Regions from separate parts of the Rattus norvegicus genome. Here region 2 is linked to region 1. The links are chromatin contacts, called in public Hi-C maps. All regions are on one chromosome and are shown on one strand. The core of a region is the stretch at or near the end of the contact, and the rest is flanking DNA. Distances in the headings are between cores, read along the strand shown.

What was found. A called contact is a pair of places that touch in the nucleus more often than the background predicts.
Region 2: a Hi-C map of liver shows a contact between it and region 1, with 2.2 times the contacts expected there. The contact joins the promoter of Prpf38b here to the enhancer-like site in region 1. A contact is called at or near these places in 9 of 12 Hi-C or Micro-C datasets (the A7r5 cell line, the Rat2 cell line, kidney and 4 more) and 1 of 1 datasets of contacts at active chromatin or transcription factors (oligodendrocytes).

Annotation. Positions count from the first base shown.
Region 1 is chr2:199,203,712-199,207,202 of GRCr8, forward strand. It overlaps Fndc7 (fibronectin type III domain containing 7), which reads right to left. Exons shown (of 13, transcript NM_001107717.2): 7 at 2,278-2,535; 8 at 839-1,093. Among named protein-coding and RNA genes, the nearest start is that of Mir6314, 12 kb to the right of the region's middle. Within about 2 kb of position 1,855, at least 4 of the 93 cell types and tissues checked have an H3K27ac peak or open chromatin away from gene starts, as enhancers often do. A contact at or near this core is called in liver, where this site is marked.
Region 2 is chr2:199,248,765-199,252,255 of GRCr8, forward strand. It overlaps Prpf38b (pre-mRNA processing factor 38B), which reads right to left and starts at 1,574. Exons shown (of 6, transcript NM_001024305.2): 1 at 1,021-1,574. The coding sequence starts at 1,296.

The DNA of each region.
Region 1 (3,491 bases), core at 605-3,104:
TCTGCCTCCTTGGTGCTGGGATTAAAGGTGTGCACCACCACACCTGTTTCCTAAATGTTTTTTCAAATACAGTGTTCTTAATCAATAAGAGATTTCTGTAATGGGGGTCGCGCCATACGTATCAGGCACAGAATTAAGTGTTTTGTAACTTAGATAAGAGCTCTCAACTACCCTGTAAGAGCATTACCTGCTTCTTGCTGATTAGGAAGCTAAATCCAGAAAGCACTTTTTAAAAATATTTATTTTATTTTAAGCGTGTGTGCGTGTGTGTGTGTGCGTGTGTGTGTGTGTGCGCGCGCGCGAGTGTGCATGAGTGTAGTTCTCCATGAAGGCCAGAAGAGGGCGTTGGATCCCTGAAGCTAGAGTTGCACATTGTTGTTTGCCCCTGGATTTAGGTGCTTGGAGCTTAACTCAAGTCCTCTCCAAGAGCAGTAAATGCCTTTAAACCACTGGCCTGTCTGTCCAGCCCTAGACACTAAACTCAGAAAGTGGTTTTTAGAGAGAAATTTGGAAGGGCTCAACCAGAGACATGAGTAGTAAATAAGCTCCTTTGGTTTCTTGTTAGCTGTTTTGACAGTGTCTTGGGAGAATATCAACTCTAAGGAATGTTTCTCTAGGGCCAGTGTTTTGTTCCTTTGAAGTGAACGTTGGCAAGACAGGGGGCTTCTGACAATATGTTTATAAAACATGTAAAATGTCAAAAGTTTTTTTCCTCTAAGACTGGGGCTCTTTGAAAGGACACCGGACATTGCATTTTCATCATATTTGGGGCAGATTAAATAAAATTCATGCCTTAAAGCAATTCCTAAGGACTCACCGGGTTGATGTTGCTACGTACCTGTCTCCAGGGGCACACTGTAGCTGGGTAGGCTCTTTCCTGCCTGAGTTTCGGCCACAGCAGTGACAGAGAACACGGAGCCGCAGGGCAGGCCCCCCATCCTGCAGGTCTCCCCTGTGCTGCTGCACCGGAACAACCCCTTCTTCCCCTGGGCCGTCACTGTGTAAGTGGCTCCTTCATTAGTCGACCGCCAGTGCACATTGATCATAGAGAATGCATCCTTCGAAATATTTTTTATTTCAGGACTGCAAGGAGCTAAGAAGTATTAGATTAGTAATTAAAACATCGGAGTCAAATATACCCCATGTGCCATTTGGTCTCAAATGTATTCTTCTACTTGCTCCCTTCTACATCTAGCAAAACGACCATCAGGGCTGTAGGGTATGGATCAGTAGGTAGAGGACCTGCCTAGCATTCACGAAGTCCTGGGTTTTGTTCCCAGCACTGTATAAACTAGGCTGGGAAACCCAGGCCTTGAGTCCCAGCATTTGGGAGGGAGAGGCAGGAGGACCAGGAATCATCTTTGGCTACACAGTGAGCCTAAGAAACCTGGGCTTTATAAGACCCACTTCAAAAAAAATAAAGAATACATTGAAATGGAACCAAATATGGTGGCTTATGCCATGCCTACAATCCTAGTCTCTGTAAGCTGAAGCAAGAGGATTTCTGTGAGTTTAAGGCAACCCTAGGTTAAAGAGACCTATCTCAAAAGGAGAGGGGGTAAGCTAAGTTTGCTTTATTTTTTTAAAACACTACCTGATGGAGGGAAGGGATTGAAAGAGGACGATAACAGAGTGATAAAATATATCATGTATGTATGACATTGTGAAAAATTAAATAATATTCTTACAAAAAACCCCAAACCACAGTTTTCAAGCATACATGTACACAGGTCAGATTCACAGAACCTTTCCTCAGAAAACTGTTGATGTTGGCAGAGAGCATTAGGTTCCTGCAGCCTTGGGCCAACTGGAAAAATGGAGCATTTTGAACTTTAAAACCTCAAATAATATCCAAGATAAACACCTGCACACCTCCTGGCGTGCAGGCAGGCAGTCTCCAGGCAAAAGGAACCCAATAGCTGGGGTTGGTAACTAGGCCAGAACCACCCTCACTCTCCATGAGCTCCTCTGTTACCGTCTTTCCACAGTTTCTTCTCTGCCTCTGTCTTGAGTGTGGGTTTGGACACATGCATGCAGTGCCCACAGAGGCTAGAAGAGGGCATCAGATCACTGGAGCTGGACGTAGTTACAGGAGGTTGTAAACCTCCTGATGTGGGTTCTGGCACCTGAACTTATATCCCCTGCAGGAATAGTAAACACTCTCAAGAGCTGAGCCCCCTCCCCAGCCCCTTTTTCTGTAGACCTGGCTGCATAGCCATTCTGAGGCATAGAGCAAGGGTGACAATGGAGACATCAGTGAGTGATGGCCTACAGTACCTGTTGTGATAAAGTGGGAAGAGCATGACAGATTGCTGCCCCGGACCTCACTGAAGGAATACACTGTGACATTGTACTTGGTGTCACAATCCAAAGCAGAGAGAGTGCAAGCAGGAGCAGTGTCGTTGCACGCCACAACGCTGTATCCAGCTATGGCCTTGGTTTCATAGAGTTCAGCACCACGCACAGGAGACCAGGCAATCTCCACCCTGTCACTGGACACCAACACTGGGCTAATGTCACTAGGACAACAAGGAGCTGAAAGCAGAGGAGACCAAGGTCATTACAGGAGCCACCAGGGGGATCGAGTCTTAACCTCCCCATGACCAGACCCTCTGCTACTGTCCTCCTAAATGACTGCAAGAGGACCGACTGGTCAGCCCCAACCTTGACCTGATTCTCACCGCACCTGGGGCAAATCCTCACCATTGTCTCCAAGGGAGCAGCAGACCTCTCAGGTCTGCACCCGACCTGTGCTCTCGATTCTCTATGCCTGGAAGACTTTTGGTCTCTCTGCTAGAGAATCTGATCCCTTTTGTTTGATAAAAGTCATGCTGAACCTGAGTCCTCAAGTCCTGTCAGTCCACCTAGACACTAAATCAGATAAGGATGGGGAAGGAGTGCACAGAGTTGATAAGTGTATTAGTAAATCTTAGGGGAGGCCCCAAAGAACCCCACCGACAGACACCTAGCACCGCTTTCAATATCTCTGGTGTTCTTGCCCGCCTACATTCCATCCATTCTTGAACTCCAGTTCTAGGCCACTCCTGTGCTCTTGAGGCCTTGTTGACAACCTTCTCTAAATTCCCAAAACACCAATTACTTATCTCCCTCACCCTGGTAAAATTTATCATAATCCACCCTTAGCACATTTTAGAATTATAATATTCTGTAAACAATTCATTTCAAAGACACTCACTCAACCATTCTTCAAAGACCTAGCATCTCTCTGTGCCAACCACACCGTGATTAGCATTGATGCCAGAGAGACAAACAGAGCACAATCACTTCTGTAAGAGGCAAGCGTAAAGGAGGAGGGCAGTGATGGCTACCAAGATAACAGATGCTAATAATGACATAATAATAATGCAGATAAAATATTTACATTCCGCTCCATCACATGCCAAGTCTTTTCCACCTATATTGTTAATATCCGTCCCATTCGCAGTGGCGGACACACATCATCATCCTACTGTATGACTAACTCACAGGTC
Region 2 (3,491 bases), core at 324-2,823, 45 kb after region 1:
TAATACTCATTAAAATATAAATTAACCTCGGAGGCCTGGAAGGTATTTTTTAAACTACCTAATTTGTAGGGAAGTGGAGAATCTAGTTAGTGAGACCAAAATCAATGGCCCAAAACCAAACAGAAAAATAAACCTAATTAGCCATTCATTTAACCAGGGAAATGCATTTATGGCGATTGAGCATGATTAATAGTGCATACCTCTACCTGCGACCCTGGGCTGCTCCGAGCCTCGCTGCAAGACTGAGTCAATCCTGCTAACGAAACAAGAACTGAGACAAGAGTGCAGTGAGGAGGCGCCAGGTGAGCTCCCCAGCACAGCCAAGCCAGCACCGACCCTGCCGCAGAAGCCCAGGGCCCAGATCATTCTAATTATGCCCAATGCACAGGTAGCTGAGACCTCAGACTCCTGACTTCCTACTGGGAAAAATTTCCAGGCCTTCTGTACACCTCTTTGCCCTGGCACACCACGCCACCCTCAACCCTTCCAGCCCACCCGACACACTCACTGGCCAATTTCTGTCTGGATTGGAGTTTAACGAAGAACACGAGGCCGACATTGAAGTAATTACTTCAGTAATTCCGCTGGCCCGAGGGGCAGCAGCAGAAGCACCAAGTTAGTGCTTAGTCGACACAGGTAAAAAGGAGTCATTTTTTAAATGGTGAAGTTGGACAGGCTTCTGGTATTACTTTTCTCCTCTCCCCTAGAATTCTTGCCCAACAGCTCCCTAGAGATAGGCAGGAGGTTGTGGTAGGTTAAAGATCGATTGTGGCGGGATCGCCCGGCTATTAAAAGAAAAAAAAAAAAGCAGAACAAAAAACAAAACCTGAAAAGGAAAAAGAGGGCGACCCTAGCCCGACCCGTCCCAAACCATCCCCAAGCCTCGCTTCTCCCTCCGCCAACTTTCCCCCTCCCCCAAATCCTCAGGTCTCAGGAGGGAGGGAAAGGGGGCGCATCCACGGCATCCGACAACCCGCTCTGGCGAACTTACCCCCAACACGAGGCCTAGAGGATGCGTACCTTAAAGTAGATCTCGTCCACCACCTCGTGGTAGGTCTTGAGCTCGTAGAGCTGCACTTTGAAGTAAGGCGACGACAGGATGTTGGTGAGGATCATGGGGTTGAGGTTCATGGTCTTCTCATTGCCCCACAGCGGCAGCACATTGCCCTGCTTGCCCGACACCGCCGGCTTGGTGGCGCCGCCGCCGCCACACTGCTGCTGCTGCTGGACCACGGCCGCAGCCGCCTGGTGCTGCGGTTGCGAGTTGCCGGTCAGCGCGGGGCTGTTGTTAGCCATGTTGCCGCGGCAGGAAGGAGGGCGGGAGGAGGGGGGCCAAGCTCGATCGCGCTCTTCGGGACAACGGTCCTGGACCTACTCCATGGAAGGCCGTCGGGGCAAAGAGCCCGCCGCGTTGTGCCCCAGCCGAGCGAGGGACTGCAACTGGGACGCCGACACAAGGACCCCGGGCTCAAGACGGACACCAAACACAGGCTGCGAGAAGTCCAGACGCAAGGCAGAACGGGCAGCCAAGGAGCTCGATCTCTTCCGCCAACTGCCCCTGGGAACAAGATGGCGGGCTCAGCGGAAGTGACGCGACACGTCCCGGCGTTCGAGCTAAGTCCGTGACCAATCAGAGCCGCTCGTGTGCGCAGGCGATTCCTTTTCCTGGTTGCGCGAGGTCGCTGCGCGTAGGATCGGCTTCGGTGGTCTGAGTGCTGGGCTCTTGTCTTTCTCCTGGGAATTTGGCTCAGGGGTAAAGGGGTCTAGACACAGTTGCTATGTTTTAGAGTTTGCATCGGTAGTTTGATTTTTCTCGAGACAGGAAGAGGGGTCTCGTGGCATTTATGTTCTGGGCTAATGCGTGACTGACTCCTGCGGAGTGGTCGAGGTCTCCTGAGTTAATTTTGTTAAGATTCTCCAGAAGGACTAGTAGAGTCAGGGAATTGACTCCGATAAGAGTCCTTGAGGCTTTCGCAGAGGTAATAGTGTCCTACCGAAAGTCGTAGACGGCCCCATTTTTTTCTCCTAATATTAGGATAATATTTTAACTGGGTTGTGAGCGTTTAAGTACTCTCAACTGGGTGTGGTGGCGTCCGCTTTAGTTCCAGTGCTGGGGAAGAAGGAGCAGATGGATCTGTGAGTCTGAAGCCAAGGCTACCTAGAGAGACCCAGTCTCAAACAACCAAACAGAAAATCTGCTACCCTGCCTGGAGTGCTTCCATCGAATCAAATCTATTATATTTTTAGGTAGGGTCTCACTGCGGCTGAGGCTAGCATGTAGCCCAGGTTGGCCTCAAACTCAGAACAGTCTTTCTGCCACAGCCTTCGAAATACTGGGATTTTGGTCGTGAACCACCACATGTAGTGATATGATAGTTCTATGGTACCGTTGTACTGGGCTAGGCCTCAGTTAAGGGAGTGGGGAGTGGAAATGGAGAAAAGGTGTGAAAGTAATCACAGTGTCTGCTGGCAGAGGCTACTGATAATTTAAGATTAATAGCGTTTGAGAGTTAAGAGACTGCAGAGAGCTCTGACTGTCTACTATTTACCATCTAATAAGCCTGATTTGGGCAGAAGATAGCTTGAGCATAGAAAACAAAATCTGGCTTAGAGATGGTAAATGGTACAGTTGGCAGGAAGCTGGGAGGATATGTCTTGGGGAGCAGTGGCAATAAAATGTCCATAATGTGTGAATTAAACATTAGGAATGTAATAATGCTTAAACCAAGGGTGTATTTATTTAAATCAGGCTAGGCTAGTTTTCATGACCACATCTGAAATGCCAGCATTCCAGAGACGGAGGCAGAACAATCAAGAGGCTGAGACTAGTCTGGGCTATATAGTAATCCAACTTTAAGAAGAATCAGGCTATTGGTGTAGTTCAATGATAGAAGACGTGTTTAGCATGGGCAGCATTAGTTTAATGCCAACATATGTTTGTTCTCCTATGCTCACTCATGTACATAAGCATTAGGGGCTGAGGATGTACATCAAAGGTAAAAACTCTATTAGCAAGCAAGAGTTTTAGCCCCATCACTGGAAAAAGAAAATAGTTCATATATAATTTAAAATATAACCTTAACAAATTTTGTATTACTTATATTAATATTTCTGGCTTCAGTCCACTCTTTAGAAATTGCCAGAATGATTCTATTAGTGCACCTCTGCTCCTGTATAACATGAGGTGAGCAGCCTGCTCAATTGAGAGCCATTCTAATTACCACAATCCAACTGCATTTTTTTGTCCTATTTAATTTCTGGCTGGGTTGCATATTATATCATTCTTTCCTGGAAACTTTTGGATTAGGAAGTTTCAGAGCAGAAGATCTTAGTTTCAGGAGCACATACAGATGTGACTGAAATGGAAGCCTGAACACTGGAGTGGGGGAGTGGGCAATGAGTTGAAACCAGTTCACCCTGATACTGAATCCTGTTGATTGCCCCTCAGAGGGAAATCCAGTTAGTCCCATATGCAGTCCTAAATCAAAAGT